2 separate regions of the Pan troglodytes genome follow, and region 1 is linked to region 2. The links are chromatin contacts, called in public HiChIP or PLAC-seq maps. All regions are on one chromosome and are shown on one strand. Each heading gives the region's core, a stretch centred on a gene start, on an enhancer-like site or on the middle of the called end of the contact. The rest is flanking DNA. Distances are from core to core; before and after follow the strand shown.

What was found. HiChIP or PLAC-seq counts read pairs in DNA pulled down with a chosen protein or histone mark.
Region 1: an H3K4me3 HiChIP or PLAC-seq map of stem cell-derived excitatory neurons shows a contact between it and region 2, with 2.4 times the contacts expected there. The contact joins the promoter of NSD3 here to the promoter of DDHD2 in region 2. A contact is called at or near these places in 1 of 7 Hi-C or Micro-C datasets (stem cell-derived neural progenitor cells), 1 of 1 datasets of contacts at active chromatin or transcription factors (stem cell-derived excitatory neurons) and 1 of 1 other capture datasets (stem cell-derived neural stem cells).

The regions. Positions count from the first base shown.
Region 1 is chr7:46,781,630-46,785,201 of NHGRI_mPanTro3-v2.0_pri, forward strand. NSD3 (nuclear receptor binding SET domain protein 3) reads right to left here and starts at 1,760. Exons shown (of 24, transcript XM_519713.8): 1 at 553-1,760.
Region 2 is chr7:46,630,555-46,634,638 of NHGRI_mPanTro3-v2.0_pri, forward strand. DDHD2 (DDHD domain containing 2) reads left to right here and starts at 1,454. Exons shown (of 17, transcript XM_063817021.1): 1 at 1,454-2,004; 2 at 3,120-3,347. The coding sequence starts at 3,128.

The DNA.
Region 1 (3,572 bases), core at 510-3,009, 150 kb after region 2:
TCCCATCCTCCTATTGCAGCCTGCCTCATCCCCTTTCCTAATCCACCTTTTCCTTCACTTCCATTCCTCATTTCTCCCTTCATTCCCATAAAATGCCCCATTTCTCCAGCAAATTTATCCCCTTCTCCCAGACTCTTCTGGTTCCTACACTCCATCCCCAAACCTCCCTATTTATCAGTCCACCCAGGTCTCTAATCTCCATGCAACTCTTCTCCCCTTTCCCTGCCCCTCCCCGATCCATCCTTATCCCCGCCCCCATCCCACTTTCCCAATTCCCAGCTCAGCGCCACTCCGACTCCCATCCCACTCCCACCTCCCCTGCCCCACCCCCCAATTCCCTCCACACCCCCCACCTTGCCATCTGCTCCTCCGTCAGGACTCCCCTCGAGCCCTTTCAGGCCACCCGCTTCCCCTTCCATTCCTCCTGGGGTCTGGCGCTCCATCCCTAGGTCGCCCCCTCCCCGTCGTTCCCTCCTCAGCCCTTCCTAGCACTACACACGCGCGCGCGCGCGCGCACACACACACACATACACACACGCACACGCACTTTACCTTCAGTTTGTTCCATTCTAACCCCCCGGCCGTGTCAGTGCGATCACAGGAGAGACACGGAGGCCCGGAGTGGGGCTGGGGTGCGGGCAGCCGCTGGGGCCGCGCGGGGAGGAGGCGGAACCGAGCTAGGCCGCATGAAATCCCCGGGCTAGATTTTCCCCGCGCCGGACGCCTCTGCCATGGCGGCCGGCACTGAGGAGGGCCACGGCCGGGCCGGGCCGGGCGTGCTGCGGGAAGAGGAAGGCTCGGGAGGTGGGATGGGAAGGGGAGGCCGAGGGACGGGGGTCGCCGCGCCGCCGCTGCTGCCAGAGAGGAGCCTGCGGCTGGCAGCCCGGCCTGGGTAGCACGGTCCTCGGCGCTCGGCTCGGAATTCGCACGCCTCTCCGCGGCGACCTGTGCACAGCCCCCTCGGCCTCCGCCTCCGTGCTGGCCGCCGCCGCCGCCTCTCCCGCCGCCGCCGCGCACAAAGCCCCCCCACCCCGACTCTCGGGGCGCCGCCGCCGCCAAATCCTCAGCCCCTCATTGGCCGCGGGCCGCGGCGCCTGCCGGGAAATGCAGTCCCGGGTTCGGGACGCTGGGGCTCCGGAGGAAGCGGCGAGTCAGCGGGGCGGAGGGGGCGGGAGCGCGAACCAGGAACGCCCGCGGCAGCTAGCGTCTGGACGACTAGGGAGACGGGGCGAGAGAGCCGAGGGACGAGGGACGGGGAGGGACTGTACGTGGGAGAGTGACACACAAAACACCCCGGGAAGCCGGAGGAGGCGTGGAAAGGTGGGGCCCGGGAGGTAAAACTGGGCTCGGCGCGTTCAGTGAGGCTGATTAAAGAACAACGCGCAACCAGCGCCATACGGCGCTCCTCAGGGTGACTCGGCTCTCTAGCTCCTAAGGGTTAGAAGCGACCCTCGCACGGTCCCCGGTGGGTGACCGCGCGAGGGCGGGGCAGTCCAGGCGACCCCTCGGCCGTCTCCCGTCCTACGGCTGTCAGGGAAGGGCTCCGGTTCCAGTAGGGTCTGCATTTGGAAAGCCGGGGGCGATGCAAGACCGCCTTGGCGTCGTCTCCCTCTCAGCCCTGGCTGAGTTGTCGGATGGTCCCCCTCCCCCGGTTGCAAGCAGTAGGAGGCCCGGCCGGCGGCGCCGGCTCGCCGAGGGAGCGCCTCGACCTCCCCAGCAGGCGCCGGCCCCGCGCGCCTCTTCCTGCTCTGCTGCGGCCCGGAGGCTTGTGGGTAACCGGGAGGACGACGTCAGCGCCCGCCGCATCCCCGGGTGCCCCCCAGCCGCGGGGGACCGCGACGGCTCCGTGACCGTCACGTGCCGGAGGCCGCGGCCGCTCGCGGCCAGACCTTCGCATCGAGGGACGTGAGGGACATTTGTCCTAGAGGGCCCAGATAAGAACGAGAGGAAGAACCGGGAGGCAACTCTCCGTCATCCTCTAGCCCCCCGCATCCTAGGAAACATATGGGAAACAATGGAAGGTTAAGTGTGTGCACAGTGATCTAGCCCTGCAGGAGTGTGCCGACCAGGTGATATTTCCTGGGGCCTGGTGATAAGGATTTGGAAGGTTACAGCACAGAGACGTGAACGTAAAAAGGAAACAGAGGCAGCAAGCAAATGAGGAAACCGATACTCTGTTCTGAGAATAAAGCCATTTTACCGCTAGACGTCATACTCTGTAGACGTTATAGTGCTGGATGTCTTTGGTAGTATTACAAGAAATTAGATATCTCTATCTTTAAATATCACTTAAGGAAATTAAATGATTTCTACAGATCAGTTATTTAAAAGGGCACTAATTATGAACTATTTTTTTTAAACGTAACCCGGTTAATACTAGATACGGAGAATTATCAATATTGGCCGGGCGCGGTGGCTCACGCCTGTAATCCCAGCACTTTGGGAGGCCGAGGCAGGCGGATCACGAGGTCCGGAAATCGAGACCATCCTGGCTAAGACGGTGAAACCCCGTCTCTACTAAAAATACAAAAAAGTAGCCCGGCGTGGTGGCGGGCGCCTGTAGTCCCAGCTACTCAGGAGGCTGAGGCAGGAGAATGGCGTGAACCCGGGAGGCGGAGCTGGCAGTGAGCCGAGATCGCGCCACTGCACTCCAGCCTGGGCGACACAGCGAGGCTATGTCTCAAAAAAAAAAAAATTCTCATTACTATTAATCATTAAATATTTTTAAACGTATGCTTTAAGTAGTACCACAAGTTACAGCTATCAGTAAAAGCATACTTTTTATTTGTGATATGCCATTTTAAAACACAGATGGCCAAAGCGGGCCACCAAGTCTAGCTTAATTCTATCTCCAGGAAAGAGGGATTAAATTGGTCTTTTTTTTTTTTCTATGAGCCTTTCTACCTCCATTCTTCTTTTTCTTCCTCCTGTGTCTTCCTTGCTTTGTTGATAAACTGTTGCCTTGACCCGGCACCTGGGTTTCTCCCTTGAGGAGAATCTAGTAAATTGTCCCCAGGGATCTTATATTAGCCTGTTTCTAATAGCTATGCTGACAGCAAGAGTTTAAAATTGGAGTTATGTGAAGTAGATGCATAGTCTTTTCCTGCAAAACATTACAAAATACAGTTAGTATACTTGATCTGGTGGCATATTTAGGAAAATGGCCATTAAAAATAATAGTTTACATTTTCAGTATCTAACATCTTCTGAGGTTTAGACGATGCTTACTGTTCGCCATAGAAAATGAGCAAGGAGCTCATTAAGACAGCAATCTAACACAATTCTCAGGGCCAGAGTCATGGAGGAAAAAATATTTTTTAAAAAATTTCTCTTCTGAAGATTACATACAGAATCTTACATGATAAATCTCTTATCCTGAAAGTCAAAGAAATTGCCAAGTCTCATAACTAGGGAAGACGGACATTACTTTGAACAAACATCTCAATAAGAAGAGTTCTTAGCCCTTCTCTTTTTAGGATAGGATTGCTGACATATGGCCATGGTAGAAAACCTAGCTCATCTTTCAAATACTGGGCATGGAATCGTTCATCTGGTTTATGAATACTTAATGA
Region 2 (4,084 bases), core at 204-2,703:
GGGCCTCCCAAAGTGCTGAGATTAACAGGCGTGAGCCGCTGTGCCCGGCCTTGCAGAAGCTATTCTAAGTGTAATAAATTTGAAGGGAAGGTGTTAACTTGGGGATATTTGTGTGTGGCTGTTAATTTGCAAAGAGAATAAATGTGTTATTAAAAATTGTTTTCTTTTTCTGTTTGTGAAGAAATAACAAAACTGAAATAGGCCGGGCAAGGTGGCTCACGCCTGTAATCCCAGCACTTTGGGAGGCCGAGGCGGGTGGATCACGAGGTCAAGAGATCAAGACCATCCTGGCCAACACGGTGAAACCCCATCTCTACTAAAAATACAAAAATTAGCTGGGCGCGGTGGCGCATGCCTATAATCCCAGCTATTCCGGAGGCTGAGGCAGGAGAATCGCTTGAATCTGGGAGGCGGAGGTTGCAGTGAGCCGAGATCGTGCTACTGCACTCCAGCCGGGTGACATAGTGAGACTCCGTCTCAAAAAACAAACAAACAAAAAAAAAAAACAACCAAAAACCAAAAACACAAAAACTGAAAAAAAAAAAAATGCCCTATAATCTAGTTAGAATATAGGAAAATATCTTTTTAAATACCAAAAGGTATTAAAATGAAATACTAAGGAGAGTCGGGCAGGGCCTGTACTCGACCTCATGACTGCGGGAAATTTCTCTTTTTTTCTTTTTTTGAGATGGAGTCTCCCTCTGTTGCCCAGGCTGGAGTGCAGTGGCTGCGATCTTGGCCCACTGCAACCTCCGCCTCCCGGGTTCAAGTGATCCTCCCACCTCAGCCTCCCAAGCAGCTGGAATTACAGGCGCGAGCCACCACCCCCGGCTAATTTTTATATTTTTAGTAGAGATGGCGTTTCACCATGTTGGCCAGGCTGGTCTTGAACTCCTGGCCTCCCAAAGTGTTGGGATTACAGGCGTGAGCCACTGCGTCCAGCCCCTTTCAACTTTTCACCTCAGTTATGTCTTCCTGTTTGGACAGCAGTATCTCATCTCCAACCTCCCTGGCATCTTTTAAATCCTGTTAAGGTTGCCTCTACAAAACAAAACAAAACAAAATTATTAATTTTATTGTTTGTTTAGAGACTAGTGTCGCAGTGTTACCCAGGCTGGAGTGCACTGGCGCCATCTGGGCTCATGCAGCTGGCACCAATGGGCTGGGGCGCTCCTTCAGCCTCAGCCTCCTGAGTAGCTCAGACCCAGGCGCTGACACCACGCCCGACACCTCTACATTTTTTAGGGATACCTTTTTGGTAACCTCTAAATCATAATAAATGCACGGAGGACGGGCCAAAGCCTTTTTTCCTGGCAAATGCTAGTGACACCCGTTCTCAGCACCCAGAAACAGAGGCCAGGAGCGGGGCGGCTGGACTGCGCCCTCCGCCCTACTCCGCTAATCCCGGGGCCGCGCAGTCCCTGCGTCCGGTGATCACCGCGCTGCTCCTGGCGCACTAGTAGGGTCTGCAGCGTATCCCGAGGATCATTCCGACTTTCCCGCCCCGTACGTGAGGGGCCGCCTTGAAGCCTCTTCCGCCACGGACACTCGAAACTGATCTTGAAGCCCCTGCCGTCACGGATACTAGAAACTGATCTCGAAGCCCCTTCCGCCACGGACACTCGAAACTCTCCCCTACTGTTAGACCTCAGCAGCCAGCAGCCCGCCGCCCGGCGCTGCAGCTCCCTGCCCGCAGGAGCCACGTCTCGCGCGACTCCCCCCACCTCTCGCGACACTTGCCGCCCGTGCCCTGCGGCCCTGCAAGCCCCACCCGCGGTCGCGCGCCGCGCTCCCCGCCGCCTCAGCTTTTCGCTCGGCATCCGTGCCCGCTACTCGCCCACTGGGAGCGCCGTGGCGCCTGGTGTTCGGCGCGAGCCCGGCGGGGCTGCAGGTTCCGCCCTGCTCCTCCGCGCCCCGCCCGGGCTGGGGTAAAGGCCGCGGCCGGGCCATGCAGTGTCCTCCTCAGGGAGGGCAGGAGAGCCTGAGGAGTGGCGGGGCCGCCAGGTGAGACCGCGTCGGGCGGGCGGCTGGACCGAGGGAGGCCCGGCTGGGTGCAGGTGGGCGGCGCAGCGCTGCGGGGCCGGGATGCGGGGCGGGGGAACCTCGGCTCCCGGGAAGCCCCGAGCCTGGGGGAACCCTGGGCACCCTGTGAACCCTGTGGTCTGCACTGGCTGCCCTGCTGCTGTCGCGGGGTTGCGGGCGGACGACCTGAGCCCGAGCTCCGAGGGCCCGGAGTGGGGCGCCAGGGCCTAGGGTCGCGGGGGCCAGGGGCGCGCCAGGGTGGCTGAGGTAAGTCTGTGTGGGGAAAAGGACAATGGAGCCGAAAGCCGGCGTCTGCCGTCCCGTCGGGCCCGCGCGAGATGCCCTCCTGCCCCCCGCCCTACGAGGCAGCTTAGAAGTGTCCTTCTGGTGCCTGCGGCGCTGATCGTTGCCGAGTGGAAGGAGTGTTGGAGAGGTAGAAACAGCTGGTCAGAGCCGCCTCTGCGGGAGGAGGCTTTTGAGGTCGCTTACCTTTCATCTGAGATTCTGGCTATGGGAGTGGGCGTGCGTGTGCGCACCGTGGCCCCAGGCGAGGTTTCGTCTTTTCCCAATTTGTACCACCACCCATTAAGCGACTTCAAGGATCCATCAAAAATGATTGGTTCCTAAGCGAACAGTTTTATTTTTTGTATTTTAAGATTCCATTAGTTGTGTAATGGTAGGGGCCTGGAGCCCAAAACCTTGGCGTTACTAGGACAGGGCATGACCCAGCTGACTTGGAGTAAATTTTCTGCCTTTAACTACATTTAGATTGGAAATTAGGGTAAAATGTTTTTGTTGCAATCTAGTTTCGAGCATGTGGTCCTGTGATTCTGGGTTTGTTTTATAACTTATGGACTGAGTAAAATTACCCAGTTTTCTGAGAGAATTGAGAATTCTGTGCAATGGTTGATCTAATAGAAGCATTTTATTTAAAGCTTCCACCCATCCAGTTGCTAATTTATGTTATTTGTCTTTTAAATTATGTAGATTTTGTTGTTGTTGTTGCAGAAATGGGTCCATAAAATGATTAGTTTTGTGCGTGTGCGAACAGTTACACAGTTAAGATCATTTTCCTGATAGTTTTCTTTTGTCTTTAGAGAGCGAAATGTCATCAGTGCAGTCACAACAGGAGCAGTTGTCCCAGTCAGATCCATCTCCGTCACCAAACTCATGTAGTTCCTTTGAGCTAATAGACATGGATGCTGGCAGCTTGTATGAACCAGTTTCTCCCCATTGGTTTTATTGTAAGATAATAGATTCTAAGGAGACATGGATTCCTTTCAACTCTGAGGATTCACAGCAGCTGGAAGAGGCATATAGCTCTGGTAGGTGAAAATTATGACTTGGAATAGACAAAGACTCTCCCCTCTTCAAACTATAATATAATGGTCCTTATAGTGAGTGCTATGAAAACCAAATTTTAGATTTTTCCAGTTACATAATTTCTTACAGCATTTTATATAGAACTTCTGCACTAATACCTAGCCAATCAATAATATTCAAGAATTTGGTCTGTATTTTGAAAACAGTATCTATCATTATTTCTGCATAGTTACCCAATAATTTTTTTTTCCTTAGAGTTGGGGTCCTAATTATATTGTCTAGGCTGGTCTTGAACTCCTAGGTTCAAGCAATCTTTCTGACTGGGCCTCCCAAAGTGCTGGGATTACAGGCGTGTTACACCCTGTGCCCAGCCCCCCAGTAATATCTTTAATGTTCTAGCTTATGTTTTACTTTGTTTTATAAAGAATGTGTAAGGCTGGGCACAGTGGCTCACACCTGTAATCCCAGCACTTTGGGAGGCCAAGGCGAGCAGATCACTTGAGGTCAGAGTTTGAGATTAGCCTGGCCAGCATGGTGAAACCCCTTCTCTACTAAAAATACAAAAATTAGCTGGGCGGCGGGGTTTGTGCCTGTAGTCTCAGCTACCTGGGAGGCTGAGGCAGGAGAATTGCTCAAACCCGGGAGGCGGAGGTTGCAGTGAGCCAAGATTGTGCCACTGGACTCCAGCCTGGGTGATAGAGTGAGACTTGTCTCAAAAAAAAAAAGAAAAGAAAAGAAA